2 separate regions of the Anser cygnoides genome follow, and region 1 is linked to region 2. Evidence: chromatin contacts called from public Hi-C data. All regions are on one chromosome and are shown on one strand. The core of a region is the stretch at or near the end of the contact, and the rest is flanking DNA. Distances in the headings are between cores, read along the strand shown.

Evidence for each region. A called contact is a pair of places that touch in the nucleus more often than the background predicts.
Region 1: a contact with region 2 is called in a Hi-C map of liver, with 3 times the contacts expected there. The contact joins two enhancer-like sites. A contact is called at or near these places in 2 of 7 Hi-C or Micro-C datasets (both in liver).

Annotation. Positions count from the first base shown.
Region 1 is chr4:61,929,643-61,933,148 of Taihu_goose_T2T_genome, reverse strand. MTUS1 (microtubule associated scaffold protein 1) reads right to left here. Exons shown (of 16, transcript XM_066996779.1): 14 at 853-969. Among named protein-coding and RNA genes, the nearest start is that of PDGFRL, 30 kb to the left of the region's middle. Within about 2 kb of position 1,323, at least 2 of the 3 cell types and tissues checked have open chromatin away from gene starts, as enhancers often do. A contact at or near this core is called in liver, where this site is marked.
Region 2 is chr4:61,827,578-61,831,011 of Taihu_goose_T2T_genome, reverse strand. All of the region lies in intron 1 of MTUS1 (microtubule associated scaffold protein 1), which reads right to left. Among named protein-coding and RNA genes, the nearest start is that of MTUS1, 7.8 kb to the right of the region's middle. Within about 2 kb of position 1,476, at least 3 of the 3 cell types and tissues checked have open chromatin away from gene starts, as enhancers often do. A contact at or near this core is called in liver, where this site is marked.

The DNA.
Region 1 (3,506 bases), core at 74-2,573, 100 kb before region 2:
CTGACCGGCTATCGCCACTGAGTATTCTGTAGGAGCCAGGTAGGCCTACTTACCTTACTCTTGCGTAACGCTGGCATTTTGCCACTTGTGCTGATTAGATGCCAATAAAGAGGAACTGGCTAAGGTATATGCTGCTCGACGAGCAGATTCTAGTAACTTCCATGAGTTAGAGGCAGCAGTTTTATAAGCTGTTGCAGACTGAAGGCTGTCTAGAAATAACGTGCTAGAGTGACGAATCAAAGAGCTCCTCTACATAAACAACTCTCCCTGTTATTTCTGATTTCACTTCATTGCTGCAGGATGTTACCAAAAGTTAAGGAAAAGAACCATTTAATAGCTGGTTTATGTTCCAAGGGCTTCTCTGCTGTGGCAAACTTCTGTCAGAAGAGATGAAGGTTTACAAGTAATTTTCTGGTAATTGGAGACCAGTGGTACTAGGCAGCACACAATGCTGTGCACCACTGAAAAACTGGCATGAACATATTCCCTGGTACCCAAACCTCTTTCTATACTTCCTCATTAACATCTTGCCTAAGTAAATATTACAATAGTGTTCAAAGGCTCCGCCCAGGATAAGGACCCTGTCCTGCCACAAATTAGAGTTTATACAACCCAGTAGTTGTCTTAAGAGGTGGAAGGGCTACTTGGAGCATCTGGTAATTCCTTCCCCCTCTTTACAGCCCGATACAGATGGAATTGTACCTGCAGTGTGTCTCACATTATTATCGCATGTTTCCTTTTAAACAAACACAAAAATTGATCTTTGCGTGCAAGCCTGACCAGCCTGAAATCATTACCAGAATGTAACTCAGAGGCACGGTCCAAAACTGGCAGACCCCAAGGGAAACTCACCAGTTTTTCCATCTTCATTAGCTTTATATCCTGCTGATGGAGTTTCTCATTCTTGATCTCCAGCACTGCTTTCAAACTTTCCAGCTCCTGTTCCAGATACATAATCTGCGGGTTTTTCTGAAAGATTTCCACAAAGTTTCCTTATTACCCTGAATTTCATGAACAATCTATTTCTCTATTTAGACAGAGCAAGAAAATAAAAATTGTAATGACAGCTGTAATTTCTTTTTTTAAGTGAAATCAAGTCGGACAGGTTTGAACGAGAAAAAGATCCAGTACTGCTTTTTAATCTGATTTGGTTTGTCCTTCATTTTACAGTGGCAGTTACAGTTTTTCTTAGCAGGTGTTCAGAAAATACGTTTTGTACACATGTGAAAAATCCTTGTGAGTCAAGGGAAACCACTAAAGCTGTCACAGCCAAACTTGTTTTGCAGGAGTGCCGAAAGGCTCCCTCTAAGGCTAGGAGTTCCAAAATTTATTTCGTATTACTCACAACCCATCCCAAGAGGTAATTAGCATAAACATTCGAAGAGTTTTCAGGTGCTGAAGTAGTTCAAAAAGCACACACAGTTTATACAGCTATGAACTTGGCTGTAGCTGGCTTTCACTGTTCTGTACGTGAAAGTAGCTAGCTCATAAGAAGAAATTAAACATTTTTTCTTTTACATTATTACTGCTACATTACTGCATATTACGCTGCTTTACAGCTATGACTTATCTACAATATAGCAAGCCAGCACTTGGATTTTTTTTTTTGGGGGGGGGGGGGGGGGGGGGGTTGGGGTGGGGGCAGAGCAGGGTCTGTTTTCTTCATGGATGTCCTTTCCAAAGTAAGGAGCCATTCCAACACTGCAGAGTAAAACATTCTTAATGTTTCAAAGGCAAAGTCACAAGCAAAAATACAGAAACAGAACAAGGCTCAGTCCCTTTCCAGGTACTATGAGTAGAAAACAAACAGAGGTTAATCAGTGATTAAGTGTATTGTATAACTAAGTTTATCTTTAAAGCAAACAAAAGTTCTTTTAGCACATTTTGGTAAAAGACTGATGTACCACGTTGAGTAACAGCTTCGTTGCCACATCAAAAAACCTAAGACCCGGAGGGAGATGCTTGCAGTTCTGTGGGACGCAGTCCACAGAGCAGGGGCTGTAAGGTACAGAGCCAGCACATTTCACAGGTAACACAAAGGCCCAGTTGTCTGTGTCTTCCATTCTGCTGCCTGTTTTTAAGGACTGTGGCATTTGTGATTCTTGTTCAATTTCTACTTTTGAACATAGGTCGGTGTGAGGGTACGCAGTACTGTCTCAGAGAGAGGCAGACAATTTCAACTTAATTCCTCTCTTTTATGGCTTTAAATGGAACCTACAAGCTACGGAGAAAAACTAACCTGAAAATTTTAAGTGCATTTTGCTGTCTGTTCATTTTATTTTTCCTTTCTGCCTTAAAACATCCTTACAGTTACATCTCAGCCACCACATCAGCTACTCATAGTACAACAAAAAGCCAGATAACAAGACTAAAGGCCCCAAGAAGATTCTAGCAAAAAAGATAGGAATATCAAGTTGATGCTATTTAAATAATATTGGAAATACCTCTATCTTCAAAGGGCTAATGGGATTTCTGGCAGTGCAGCATGTGTGCTTACTACAGAGCAAGACACTGTGTCAAATCCTTATCTCTCTGCACAGAAGCCTCAAGCTTCTGAAGCGCCTTACACTGCCAGGATGCAATGCGTATTTGCAGCTGTGTAAAGGCACTTGACTATTGCTCTAAACTGAAAGAATATCTGAGCATAGCTGTGGGATACAGTTCAAACTGCTAAGTGCAGTGTGCAACGTAACATGTTCTGTTTGCTATCACCTCTCCCACTCACAGCAACACTGATTGCAGATTCTTCTGGCTGCAGCTCTACCCTGCCACTAGGGTAAGTAGCAAGAGAGGAAAAAAATAAATTTCAGTGAAAATTAGAGCAGCTTCTCCTAGGTAAGTCTGCACTTTTTACACACAAAGCAGATGTCTTTTTCTGGCTTGTTCCTCTCCCAAAGCTCTGTGAATGCCCAACAGATCGTTTTTCATCTGAAGGGCTCCCTGTAGCTGGACAGAGGTCACGTTACTGGGGTTCTGCTCTGCTCTCCTCTGACCGATCAGCTCCTCCCCTCCATCCCACTTTTCTTACCTTCTGCTCTCATCTCGCTATCCTCTTTCCAAGTACGTAACTATCCCTCTATTTCAATTTCTACTTGAGTATTTGACCAAGTCTTAAAACAGGGAGTGTGCTGGAAGACAATTCTCAAATTAAGTATCTGAAGCATACAAATCAGCTATGGCCAACCCCCCTATAATTAACACTATCCCATCATGTCAAACACAGACCAATTACACTTGCACGTGACCTGCTTTCCAGGAAACCAATGCAGACTGCCCATTTAAAGTAGCAAAACTGACAAAATCTGGGAAGTGCCAATAACCACACATCCTAAATACTTTTTTAAGCATGGAATTTCTCTTCATGTAATACTGTAGCAGTACTATAGGTCACACTGGGAAGGTAAGCGTGTTTGTATCTAGCCATCCCCAGTGCCTGAAAGGCTCCTCTCAGAGCACATTTCTAATCCCAGGAGCATCACAGATGACAGCAGCCTTCAGAGGAAAAG
Region 2 (3,434 bases), core at 227-2,726:
CTTCTTTCTCTAGCCTGATTGGGCCTTCTCCTCTGAACCACCATCAAATGACGTGTAGGAAGAAGCTGGTCAATCAGAAGCACATCTGTCTTCCCCTCATGGAATAGCAAGTGAAACAGCTATTTATGTAGATTTTTATTTCATTTATAATGAAATTCTCAAATACATTCAGTCATCATAAAATTGCCTCTAACTATTGACATGGACCCCCCAAAAAGGTACTTTACACTAGTTTTAGAGTTCATGTCTTCATGTTGCTCACATGAGGACGCTTTTTGGCACTGCGCATATTTCACATCCACTTACCTAGACACCACCCCTTTAGGCCACGTAAGTCACAATATAACAACATGATGTGTTACTTCTGTGCTCGCCATTTGCAGTACTTTTCTTTTCTTTAGGATATGCAAACATGAGGTCAAGCACTTACCTGTAATGGTGGCCCAGAGTACTTCATTTCTGTACTCGAAACACAAATACCTCACAACTTAATCAGGGTAGAACAAAATACTAGCTGTCTAGGAACCTTACATATTTGTTTTATAAGCCTGAAGATAAGGGATTTATGATGATTTTAGAGTTCTTAAAGTGTCAGGTTTCGCATCTCTGCATGTTGAAAAATTCACGTACTTGTTTAACCTGCACGTGAGAACTGTAAAGCAAAGCAAGATGAGGACAGAGAGCTGTCTCTGCCCCGCCAGCCTTATCTCAGCATGCCTTGTACGCTGCATCATTCCCTCAAGTACAGAGAGCATCCCATCACCAACACAGCGTGGCTGCGACCAGGCCGCTAATAGAAAATACTCGGGATGCTTGGCAGAAAACTGGGGTTTGCATCATTTGGCACAACAGCCAGGAAAAGCTCCCGGGAGGGGGATGCTTTTAGCAGAGTTCTCAGTAAACCTGAGGTCAGAATCAAAGCAGATTAGAGATGCAGTCCCGGGGTCAAAGCCCCCGCTTCTCTTCCAGGGATAGGCAACGCAGTCCTCTGGGCTAAGGTAAAGAGCATTAGAAACGTGAAGAACTTCAGTGCAACTACTTTCGGCTTGTCCCTTCAGCTTTTTCCATTTCAAGCCTTAAGTACCGAGATTCCCAAATTAAGTTTGAGCTCTATGCTTATCAAACCCTTGCTTCGCCCTAGCATTCCAGTCCAAACAAGGTAATTTTATATTTCGTTCTCTTTAACACATCACCCAGTTTTCAAAGAGTTTTACATTACTACGTACAGATTGGTATCTTTCAGGATTATTCTTGCTAGAGTCCACACTAGCTTATTTATCCTGGATTTAGATTTACGGTCCATTGCTTTTATTTAACCTAAAGAGTTAGGTAAAAAGTTCCGATACCATCTGCAAAAATTCCCTTCCCCTCAACTCAATAGGAAAAATCGAGTCAATTGTCCCCTTTTAGGATACCCTTGTCCAGGATTAGCCTTAAATTATAGTCTTTGAAGTTACCAGATCACTGCACTATTGAGCAATTCATATTTTTTTTGGCCACGCTGGGAACGGTTTGAGTCTCAGGGTTAAGCACACGCTGTTCTACTTAAATGGCAACATGCCAAATCCGTTTAAATATTTAAACATTAACCTCACAGTTACTAGTTTGTTTAAAAAACAGGCAGCCATTATTCCAGAGAGATTAAATTCATTCTCCAGCCAGCATCCCGAGTGCAAAGGCCATTTTGCCACTCTCTGAAAATGATTTCTGGAAGAGCTGAAGAGTATGGAAAAGTTATTGGAGTATTTGTAACAGCTTCACTGACAGACTTCAGACTTCTTTTCCTTTGAAGTGTAGATACACATTATGTGACATTTTCCCCTCTGGCTCTCTCTGTTATTCTCCTGCATTTAAAAAACCTACTGTTTGGCATTAGGAAAGTCGAGAAGTTTTGAAGAATTCCACAGGCATCTTTTCTTTTGCTTATCCTACACCAAAAACCAGATAGCAGACAGAAGTAACCAGCGCTCTGCACGGCCAGATGTCAAATGAGGCAGATATTTTAAATCTCCCCATAATGAAAAAAATAAAAGAGTGCAAGGACTCAAACACCCGCTTCCAAAAATAAGATAAAATAATAAAAACAAAACAAAAAAAATGCAAGACAACCCACCACAACACTGAACTCATATCTAAGTTTAAGAAACAACTACCAAACAGCTAACACCTGAATAAACAAGGACAGTGTTGTTATTTACCCTCTGTAATAAGTTGTATGATTACCCAGTTATTCAGTGTTATTCTGAAGCAAAAAAAAAAAAAAAAAAAAAAAGAGGTTTTGACCTTTAAAATTTCTCTGAAATGCACAGCTAGATAAGAATTGGGATAAACACAAATATTGCTTTTCTTTAAATGATTTTTAGGGTTAGGTGGAAAGATCAGCAAAAGACAAGCAGGGAAGAAGCCAGCAGGCTTCTTTTGGAAGTGCTTTGCAAACCCCCTTCTGCTATCTGGAGACCGTGGTCTGGAGACCATTAGTCCTGGAGAGAGAAACCTGCTGTTCTACGGTGTCTTTCATTTGAGAAGCATAAAACTAGTTTTACACAAGGCTACTGGCTGGCAAAATGAAACAGCTGTCAAGAGCATATTGCAACTTATATACATATTTTTTCTTAGAAGCCTTATTCCCTGCAACTTTTTTCGCAGGACCCAAGTTGTAGGCTGCCCCTCTGCAGGAAGCTGGCGTTCGCCGTGCTGTTTATAAATAAGCAGGCGGTTCCTAATAGTAGCTTCACTCTGACATAAATGCGATATAAACAAGCTCTAAATATAACTTCTGTGGGTACTATGGAATGACCTCTACAGCACCAGCCTTCTTTTATCAATGATACGCATCCCATTACAGATTAGAGGACAAGAAGAGTGATCCCAGAGCCCACCACAGCTTCCACATTGTCTTGAGTAAGACAGCTGAACCACTGAGAATACGTGAAGGGCTGCAACACCGGAAAACAAAGGCTTCCCACTTACTTGGCACTGAAAATAACCCATTAAGGGAGGGGGGGGAACAAAAGGAAACAAAAAACCACCCCAGGCTTACTGTATTTAGAAGACCGCTTACCTAGAGCGTACCCCACATAAGAATAAACGCTGGAGCCGTGCCCACGTGCCAAGGCACGCAGCTGAAATGCCAAGCGTCCTGCCAGAGGGGCTGCTCTAGCTGCTGCCGTTCATCGCCTGCACTCCTCTCAAACAGTTCTGGGGTACGTTATGATTATACCTCGCAAGGCTCCACAGCGTTTTTCTTGTATGAAAAGTGTCTTTTTCACATGTGCGTGCCTGTGGCTACACGTTGGCACACAAGACAGCACAGAGACCTGTGGGACGTGGCATTTCAGGTGAGAGGGGACACTGCTCTATGGGCAGTGGGGCACAGAGGGAGAGAAGGAAAATACTGATTGTCATGAGGCCAGGACATGCAGAAAAAGCCACGC